Regions from separate parts of the Anser cygnoides genome. Here region 2 is linked to region 1. The links are chromatin contacts, called in public Hi-C maps. All regions are on one chromosome and are shown on one strand. Each heading gives the region's core, a stretch centred on a gene start, on an enhancer-like site or on the middle of the called end of the contact. The rest is flanking DNA. Distances are from core to core; before and after follow the strand shown. Region 1 overlaps NUMB (NUMB endocytic adaptor protein). Region 2 holds the start of NUMB (NUMB endocytic adaptor protein).

Evidence for each region. A called contact is a pair of places that touch in the nucleus more often than the background predicts.
Region 2: a Hi-C map of liver shows a contact between it and region 1, with 2.3 times the contacts expected there. The contact joins the promoter of NUMB here to the enhancer-like site in region 1. A contact is called at or near these places in 2 of 7 Hi-C or Micro-C datasets (both in liver).

What each region holds. Positions count from the first base shown.
Region 1 is chr5:31,570,816-31,575,972 of Taihu_goose_T2T_genome, reverse strand. All of the region lies in intron 1 of NUMB (NUMB endocytic adaptor protein), which reads left to right. Among named protein-coding and RNA genes, the nearest start is that of NUMB, 33 kb to the left of the region's middle. Within about 2 kb of position 2,667, at least 1 of the 3 cell types and tissues checked has open chromatin away from gene starts, as enhancers often do. A contact at or near this core is called in liver, where this site is marked.
Region 2 is chr5:31,603,142-31,608,298 of Taihu_goose_T2T_genome, reverse strand. NUMB (NUMB endocytic adaptor protein) reads left to right here and starts at 2,221. Exons shown (of 12, transcript XM_066998693.1): 1 at 2,221-2,343.

The DNA.
Region 1 (5,157 bases), core at 1,418-3,917:
TTTTAGGCAGTCTCAAGAATGGAGATACTCATTAACATAGTTAAACCAAAACAACAGTGACAAGAATACTTGTAGATTAATATGATTAGGTGAAGAAAAATCCAAACTCAGTGCCATTAATACTTGAAGGGGTTCATCACAGGCATCTGTGGTTATCTTTTTACTTACGGTGGCTTGGCAGATTCAGTATAGCTAACAGTGAATTTTAACAGTGTATCCGTGTTAGATGTCCACATGTGTTCAATTAGGTAGTGAAATTGCACAGTATCACATCTTTGTGTGAGAAGGCAGAAGACAGGCTGGCTGACTGGAGGTTTAACTAAATAATGGTATATCTTCTAGTATGCTGAATCTTCAAATAGTATTCCATGGACTGCGGGGATTCCAATGCACTGTTCTACAACCACTTCTAAAGGCAACTTCTCAAGCTAATTTAAAAATCAAATTTCTGAAGACTTAAATCTGCTTCAGCATTTTCTGTTGACAAATGCACTTAAATGTCTATACATCATGCTGCAATCAATTGCAATCAGTTTGGCAATCTCTTAAATAATCCTTGTTGGAAGGAATGTGTCAATGGAAAGAGGTTCCTGTTTTAACCCTAATAATGCAAACTGGAATGTGCGTTGTCTGCTGGTTGTTATTTGAAGTGGATGCCAGAAATTCTTACGATAAAATCAGTGATAATCATTCTGCCAATTTAAGGAGACACCAGCTCCACCCCAGAAGTTCATAGGAAACAATCTGGAAAATTTGATCCACAATGAGACTGTATGTTGGTCCTGGAATACCTCTTGCATACCCAGAATTTGAGTACCTGAATTCAAGAAGCCAGTCTGCCTATGTGACCTTTTTTTTTTTTCACTGTGAAATTGATCTTTGAGTTTTGAGATGCTTTTGGCAAGGAATTGATAAGAAAAATATTTGTACAGTTGCAGCTCTATGGTTCTTGCTCATGAATGTACTTGATTCCAGATGTCCAGATCCAAATAAGAATTAAATGGGGTTGATTTTATTTTAAAGGGATTGTAGTCAGCTCCCCAAGATGTGCAGCAGAATGACTGCTATGGAATTTGGTGAAGATTCCCAAGTTACAATACTGCTTATTTTAACATGATCTTAGCAGAGTTGGCTTCTCATTTAAAATAGGGGCACAATGCAATGTGTGAACCGTAGCGTTGCAAGTATGTAGGAGGTCCAGGAAATTTATAAAAATTCACCTGAAGGTGTCTGATAAACTTTGCTCAACCTGAAATTGGTCCTCGAAAGCTAAAGTTTTCACTTAAATCTTGCTCAGTGCAATTTAAACTGAACCCTAAACATACAGTGAAAACAAAACAAATTTCTAGCAACTCTTTGAAGTGATTTTTTTTGTTGTTGTTGCTGCAAGCTTGTACAAAGCCCAAGTACCAGCTTGTACCTTAACTGTACTTTGTAAAAATGTATTTATGGATCTCCTCCATATACTAACATTTTATCACTGTTTATAGTAACATCTGTGAATGTAGCAATTTTAGTTTCTGAAAAAACAGGTCTTTAATCTTATTTTGCTTTATTGTAAAGAATGTATATATTATCAGGAATTAAACTGGAATTTAAATCTTCACATAATCCAGACTGAATAAACCACCTGTAATTTGCTTTGTCATTGTGTAAAAAGCACAGTATATAAGTGCATTTCACAGTTTGATTAAGGATTTAATATCAGCAAGCTCAAATTTGATTCAGTGATTTGGCTCTGTTTTACTGTCTGTAACTTATACAGTTTTTTGGTATTTGATAAAATGTTATTCTGTTCCTCAAAAATTCGTAGCTGTCGTTTTAATCCAATGTTGAAAACTCAGGTAATGTGTTTTATCTAATGCATTAAAAACTTGAACTGTAAAAAAAAAAAAAAATAACTACTTGAGATATCATCTGCCAGCTTTTTTCATTCCCCATCTCAGTTTCAAATGCAGCCATCTAGAAATGCAAACTGATGGCTGTCGCTTGCTGATTGAACTAAACACAAGAGCAAGGCTCATCCAACTCTCATTCAAGTAAACATTCTAAAGGTTTGTAGCACTAAAACACAACTCACTAAATGAAACTTTTTTTGTGGTTCTCAGTAGAAGCTTTCCTAAAAATAAATAAAAATAAAAAAGGGTGTTGTTTTGCATATTTCCTTAATGCTGTTTATTTGCATAGGCTTCAAGAAAAAGGCAGAGATTAGTACACACACCATCCTCGGGAGAAAGGGTAACTAAATATCAAGTTCTACTATTTAAAAACACATTAAAACTACATTTAACGTAGTCGATCAAGTAGTTGTGGACAGTCTTTTTTGTAATTGTGTACTTGAAGATAGATTCTCTGATAAGGAAAGCAGTAATTTTACCTAGGGGGAGGAATGAGTAAAAATAAATATTGCCAGTTCACTTATGAGCCCTGCAGCTTGTTACTGACCTATCGAACAGCTTGTTCTGTCAGGACTTGGTGCCAGAATTCAGGAACAGGAAAAATAAGCTTGATCAAAATACTTGTTCCTTACTTGTTCCTTATGTCTTAGTCATCTCCTTGCAGGTCTGAGGACCTACTCCTAAAAAAAGAAATGCATAAAAAGTCATAAAAGCATACAAAAAACCACCATCTTTCTTAAACAGAGGAATACAGTTTTCTTAGCGAGCAGTCCTGGGCTATGTTTTGATAAATTCTTAATCTCTATATTGGAGGAATAGCAAATAAATATTTTGTTCTGCTAAGCCAATTTCAGGAAACACGTAACATCATAACAGACTGGTAATAAACGAAAGCTTTCACATTAAAACATCCCCTACAGAGCTTAACAAATATATTGTTCCTACTGTTCACTGGGATTTCTGAAGTGGGCAGTACTTGCCTTCATGTTCTTAGGCAATAATTATTTTTTTGGAAGTCTAAGTAGCTAGCAAAACTACTTATTATCCTGATCTCCAAATTTGCCCACTTGTACTGCTTTCCTGACAGGATGTTTTGAAGGACAGTGTGTCCCTCCCTTTTGGTCAAGGCAGGACAGGGAACGGATCCTCATCCTTAAGAACTGGAGCCATTTTAAACAATGATGCACCTTTGATATGTGATTGTCTGAAGAGATGAGCGGTATCAGCTAGAACACTTCCTCATATTGTTGCTTACTCAGAAGCACGTCACTCCGAAGGTCTCAAATCTTTACAAAGTCCATGTTGTAATCTGGAATGTGCGCAAAGCTGTAATTTATGAAAGCTCGATTTCTTGAAGACCTTTGTACTAGTCAGTTTAAAGCTCTATGCTTGCTTTGCAACTACAGTTTAGCAGGTTGATTTGCTGTGTGACACGGCCATTTTAAGCGTAGCAGGATTAATGTTGATTTTTTTCAAATCATGACTAATTTACGTAGTCCATACAGGCTGACTTGTGAACAGCTTCATAGTAGAATTAGAGGGTTAAGGGTTTTGTATGCTTTACTCTTAAAATATGTGTTTTTTGCTGAAACCCTCATCATGAACTTACTGCCGAGCACCTCCCTTCTGTTGTCATGATGGAGATGTGTGTTGGTGCTAAGCAGGCACTGCTGCTGGATTACTTGGATTATTACTGCTTATTACATAGGTTTCCTAATTTGAAGCAGCGTCACCAGTTTAATTTCAGTGACATGGATGTAACATTTCAAGAACTACTGGACATAAGGAATGCTGGAGGTGTCGTGCCAGCTAATGAACGTCAGGCTTACTTGCTCATACATCTGCACACTGCTTTCTGAGCCAGCAGTTGAATGGCTTTCTTACGCATAGCGTTCTGCTGCGGGGGTGTTGGAATAGAAAACCTGTCCTGAAAATATTCCTCAAAAAAGCTGAATCCCATTTTGCCTGTGACATATAACAGGCTCTCAGATGAGGAGGAGGAGGAGCTGTCTTTGCAAAAATGGTGAAACTTTGTGGGGGATTGTTATGCTATGTTTTTTCCCCTAAATTTTGTATGTAAATCTGATAGCTGGTTATAATTAAAAGGGCTGCAAGAATATCTAATGGTATTTTGATAAGTGGTTAGCTCTTTTAGGAGTGGTGTTGCGGTTGAATATCAATTTTTGTAAGAGGTTAGGTTTTTCATGTGGGGAAAAAAAGCTGCTCAATTCAGGCAGTAGACAATAATGTCCTTTGAAGCATAAAAACATTGTTGATACAAAGCTATAGATTTCCTTCAAAGCAGAAGGTTTCACTATTGATGCTTACTAGGAATTTAGGATTTAATTAAGTTGCTGACTTGCAGAAAGCCACATGCTGGCCTAAGCTAACGTATAGAATTCTAATAGAAAAGGGATGCAGAAAATAATAACAGCTAGAAGTTTCATCAGGGATTATCATGACTTTCTAAGTAATTCTAGGTAAATTAGAAATAATTCTGGTGCACTTGTGGCTGCTGTAAAGCAAATATTTTCCCTTTAAATGGAAGTGGGCAAAGGATAGGAGAGGAAACCATGGGAGACAGGATGGGTAGGCTATTTGGATTGCTTTTAATATTCACAGCATAGTGGTGTGTTGGCTACTGTGATGAAAACTTTCTGTTAGTACCTTCAGGGAAATGGGGAAGAAGGGATTATAGCTGTGACTTTCCTACTGAGTCTTTAATTTTGCTTTGTACAGAAGTGAAGAGGACAATTGTCCATGACTGGGCTATTCTGAATATAAATGTGATGTTGCCTTTCACTTACTGGATTGATACTTTTTTTTTTTTTTTAAGCTGAGAAGTGCTTTCTATCCTCTGCTGTTTTTAATGGAAAGGAAAATAGAGATGAAAGAACTCTCTCGAGCCTGGAGCTTGCACAGAGGCCCTTCGCTCTGCGTCCTCCCGTCACGTGGGTTGCTGAGGTGACCAAAGGCAGCCCGCGTAGCGCTGAGGTGTGAGGGCCCAGCGGAGCCTCCTCTGCTGCGTTCCCTGCAGCGCTGGGTGCTCTGAAGACCTTTGTCTTCACCGTAACGTACGTGCAATACCAGTCCAAGTTCTCCTTTAACCCATAACCCCAAGCATGATAGCAATTTGGATTGATTTAATTCAGGCAGCCTTTTTATGTGGGGGTGAAGGGAGTGAGATAGCAGCTTAAGAGCTCAGCATTATTCCGCAGTGAAGCGTTAGGTTACAAGTCAAGTGAGGTAGAAGTCTGGC
Region 2 (5,157 bases), core at 972-3,471, 33 kb before region 1:
TGAGACCAGAAAGGATCTCTTGTCTAAGAAAGCACCACTGACAGGAGCACGTGGGCAACACATAAACAGCCAGGTCCATTAATCCAGCATATTACCCTATCTCTTCTGTTAAAAGGTGGAAAAGGGGCAAGGGCTGGATATATTGGGTGTGCTACAAAGTCTCTCCCAGTGCTTCATTATCCATCAGGATTAAAGAACCTTGAAGCCTTGCTTCCAATATCAGGCCTTGGATAATTCATTTTCCTCCTCTCAGGGAAACTCTCTGCAGGAAGACTGACTACACAGAACGTGACCCGCAGATGAGCATAGTGAATGGGCAGTTTGCTGTGTTGCATGCTCAGTTTGTTCAGTTAGGTGACCTCTAGGGTCATGGTCCTTTTCCTTTCCCACCACAACCCCCTTTCCCTTTGGTTACCAACGACTACATGGGGAGTTACGGAGATACAAGTGGCTGAGCAGAAAAGTGGTAATAGCAACAAATCAATTTAAATATCCAACAAATATTTGTAAAAGCTATATGTAGCTGAAGCATATATTAGAATTTCATTTACAATAGTGTGTCCTGTCCTTTTCCTTACCCACTCTCAAATCTTTCTCACTTGGAAGCAGAACATCTTTATAATACAAAGACTGTTGCTTAGAAATTAAGGCTTAAGGCACCATGTTTCATCAAAAATTTAGTCAAAAATCCAGACTGTGAATAAGATGAAGAGTTAAACCAAAGCTATTGGGAATGCAACATATTAAGAGCTATGCCAGGTCAGAAATGACTCTAGGTTTCATAACAACAGAAGAAAACTCAGGACTGGTAGAAATATCTGTCTAGTCATTTTGGAACACTGGCTCAAACATAACTGTGTTGTGCTGGTGTCTGAGAGCAGCACTCAGAGTAACTGAGAAGCAGCTGCGAGAAGGAGGGCAGCTATCTGCTTTGGTTTTGCTTTCCAAACAGAGTAACGTGGAGACCTTGAAAAAAAATACTATGTTCTTGTATTTTCTTCTTAATTTAATTCTTGAACATGTGGTGATTTGGGGGTTACAGAGCGTCATTCTGATACTCGGGGTTTGTGTCACGCTCCTGCTTCTGCCCCAGCACCTCCAATGTGAACTTGGTAAATGAACTTGCAGGTGATGTTCTGAAATGACCGCGGATTCCAGTTCCCATATGTCCTGGATGTGTGCTAGTTGACACACATCCTTTGTTGTTCTGTTCCTTTGCTTGATTTAGAAACAAAGAGGTGTAAGGGGTACGGTGCACGCAGGGAGAAGATAACGAAGATAATGATACAGAGAAGCCTTATGTAATTTTTGCATTTCAACTTCCTGATTTTTTTTTTCAGCCCTGCGAACTGCTCTCGCTTGCATTTTGGGTGAAATAGCTGCGTGAAAGCCTGGCGAGCGCTGTCGGGAATACGCCTGCCGGCTGGTAACGTGCTTCGGTGAGGCCCCTGGAGCGCAGCCGCAGGGGCGCTGCGCGGAGCATTCCCCTGGTGCCTGCATCCAACACCTGGCGCTGCCCCCGCTCGGAAAATGGAGGCCTGCTTCTGCTTCGCGGCCTCGGGGAAGGCGAGCGGAGCACATTTAGCTCCCCGAGCAGCCCGGGCACGGGAGCTAACGCGTGACAGAGCGGCCCGCTCCCCGTTCCCTGCGGCCAGCCCGCAGCCGAGGGAGGATCCCTGGGGACGAGAGGCGTCTCCCTGTACCCCCGCTGGGCTAACGGAGGTGGCACCGGGCCCTGCGGCAGCACCAGGCACCACGGCCTGGGGGCGAGCGCCAGGAGCCCTTGGTGGCCCACGCAGCCCCGCCGAGGGGCTTCAAGCGGCAGCAGGGGCCGAGGGGCCGGGCAGGCTCCTGGCGGCCCAGCCGGGGCAGGCTCCGCGGGCGGCCCGCGGGCACGGGGCAGGGTTTCTGCCCGGACCCCACCGGCAGGACCCCGCCGCCGCCCGGCCTCCGCGCACCCCACCCGCCCCCGCCCCAACGCAGCCTAACCCCGAGCGGGGGGGCGGGCCCACCGCCTCAGCTGGCACCTCCCGCAGCCTATCGCAGCGCTGCCCTCCGGCCCCTTCCCCCAATCAGGAGCGGCAGCTGAAGAGTGGGGGCGCCAAAGCCTCGGAGTGAATAAAACACCGGGGGCCCGTGGGCGGGGGGGAGGCGGGCTCGGCGCTTTGACGAGCAGCTCGGCGCACCAATCCGAGGGCAGAGCGGCGGGGAGGGCGGCCAATGGGACGCCGGGATGGGCGGGGGCGGGTGCAGCAGCGGCGGCGGGGCCGGGGGGGGGGCGGCGGCGGCGCTGCTCGGTGGCGGAGGGCGGCGGCTGAAGAGGCGGCGGCGGCGGGCGAGCAGGTGAGCGCCGCCGGACAGAGCTGAGCCGGGCCGGGTTGGGCCGGGCCGGATAGGGACGGCGGGGGGCGAAGCCTCAGGTGGGGGGGGAACCGGGGGAGAACCGGGGGGCGCCGCCCGGTCCCCGCCTCGGTGCAGGGGGCGGCGGGGAGGGCGCGGGTGGGGCCCCGCTGGGCGGCACAGGTGGGGCCGGCCCGCTGCGGAGCCCCCGCGGCGCTTCCGGGGCTGCCCCAGGCCGCCCCCGCGCCCCCGTTTGCCGCGGCGGGGTCCCCGCTGGGCGCTGCGGCTCCCCCGGGGCCGGGGGCTTTATGTAACGTGCTGTGAGCGCCGCGTAACGGGGCCCGGGGGGGCCGGGGGGCTCGGGGGGGGGGGGGGTTGCTGCTGTGTGCCTGCCCTGCCCTGCCCCGGTTCTGCTCCGTGCGCCTCGGCTCAGCCGTCAGGGCTGGGAGATGCTCCCGGCTCCGAACAATGTCCGATTGTCGCCTCCCAGCGCGGCTCTGGTTGGGTTTTCTGGTGGTTTTCCTCATTTTTCGGTCTTCCTGCCTCTCCGGCGAGGCTGCTGAATGAGAGGGTAAAATGGAAGGCGCAGTCATGCTGCTTGGCCATAATACTACTCCAGCCGTGGCTTGTAGAGAAAAGGGTAAATATTTAAATGGGCTTCTGACTCATCGCTTCTATTTGACTTATTGATCCATGGTTACTGCTGAAATGGGCTTTATGCTTATGCAGAAGTTAATTGTTGCCATAGAGAAATGGTATTGTTTTTCGGCTCATTAGTGTGTGTTTTCCATTTCTTCATCTCTTGGCAATCCTCGCTGGACGTGCTGCTTTTTCTTCCCCCTAGCGAAAATCTCATGGAGGAAATAAAAAATGATGCGAGTAAAGTCCAAAAAAATGAGTCCGTGTTCATCCTTGTTGGTGATTCTCTGATTATTTTCATAGCTGGAGTTATCCTACAGCAAGCTCTGTTTCATCTGTAATTGCATAAAGCCTTGGTTTTAAGCCTCAGCAAAACTTTGATTTGTAGAGCTCTAAGCAGAACACGTCAAAGAACCTTTTTTCCCTAAAGCTTAAACAAGAGATGCAATTCAAATCAAACATTTATTATGCTTATTAGCTGTCTTTCTTTTCTTTTTCCCAGCCTGGGAATTACTTCCCTGTGTTTATTACTTAAACGTGTGGAAGCTGAAGGTGCGTGTAAACTAGACAGCAGACAAGTTTATCTTCTTACTCTGGTGTTGTTAAACCTTCTGGTATTGTATTAGTATCTGACAGCATTACATGTTTAGGAAAAAGAGCAACAACCCAACGAGCTACACCGGGCTCTCAAAACTCCCAGGACTTCCCAGCACTATGTTTTGTAGTGCAATACAGCTGCTTGGTGCTGGAAAGCTCTTTTCGTACTTTTCTTTCCTACCATAATGAGAGTGGTGGGTTTAAAAACTTGCTGAAATAAGTCAGTGCAAAAGTGCTTGCCTCCCCAGTAACAGGGGCTAGGAGGAATACAAATGTTGTGGGGTTTTAGTCGCATTTTTTTAACAGCTTGTTACAACACTGTACAGGATTCTTCAATTCTGCCTGTAGCTGCTTTCCACTACCAATATTGGTGGAGCTGCATAATACTTAAAATCCAGCATTTTTCCCTAACGCAATAAAAAAGTAGATCTCCTGCACTTCAGGAATGCTGTTCTACAGCATCTCTAAGGTAAGAGGTTCTTGTGGCAGCCTAAGCTCGTGTAATTGCCAACTTTTGGGGTCCTATTGTGCTTATTTCACTCATCTGACACTCTGACCTTGTTTGTTTTTATTTTAGGGAGGGATTAAACGTTATTTATTCTGCTTGCTTATCAAGCAAGCATGGTTTAAGCTAATATGAAATCGTGGCTTTAGTCTTGCTTTTGGAGTCTATGATTGACTGGCGAACACATTAAAATAATAGATACTTCTTCAGTCCAGGGATCTGGATCTTTAATAACTGACACTACAGCATATTGTCTTTCCTTTTCTGCAGAACACCAAGTGTAAAGTCTATCAAGCTAAGACTTTAACATGTCCTCCACAGCCATGTTACTGCACTACCACCAGAGCAGCTTTGATTTCTCTGGCAATGCTTTCCCCCAAAAGAGCTATTATTCTCTGTCACTCCCTCTTTGCTGATCCAGCTGAGAATGGTGGTACAGAAAATATTGAACTTCAGTTGGATCGACTGCCTGAACTGGCTGGCTTTGTGGCTATGCAAACGTTACTGCTGGTGCAGGAGGAGGAGGCTGTGACCGCTCTTCTCTGAAGCAGCTCTCTTAGTTTTGCCTAAGCTTGTCAAGATCTTGGCAGTTTACACTGGGGCTGCAGTGGTACTGCCTCCTCCTTGTCTGTGCATCTTCCCTTGCTGGCACGGGAGTATTTGCAGCCATGAGTTAACGTCAGGGAGTTATCAGGCTGGTGTAATGAATTGCTTTTTCACTTTGTTAGGTTTTGGCTGGATCATGTTTCTGAACTGGCTGCCCATTGAGTGGGTGAGGAATAGGGTGGGAGATGGGGCCATAGTAGTTCTGTAGTAGTTCAATTCGCTTGAGCTTCTCTGGAACTGTACCTTTCCATCAAATGATTTGGGTTAACAAAGACCTCTAGGAAGCTGTTTTGTGTTGGCTTGGCTGGTAAAAACACAAATTGGAGAGTGTTCTTCCGTTTTTCTCAGCTGACATGTTGGTGTGGGCGGTAATGGTGATGAGGGGAGGGTGAGGAGCTAGGGCCAGGCTAAGGGCAGTAACCTTGGACTGACACAGCCGTGTCTGGAAGAGGAAGTTTGTTCTCACCTTA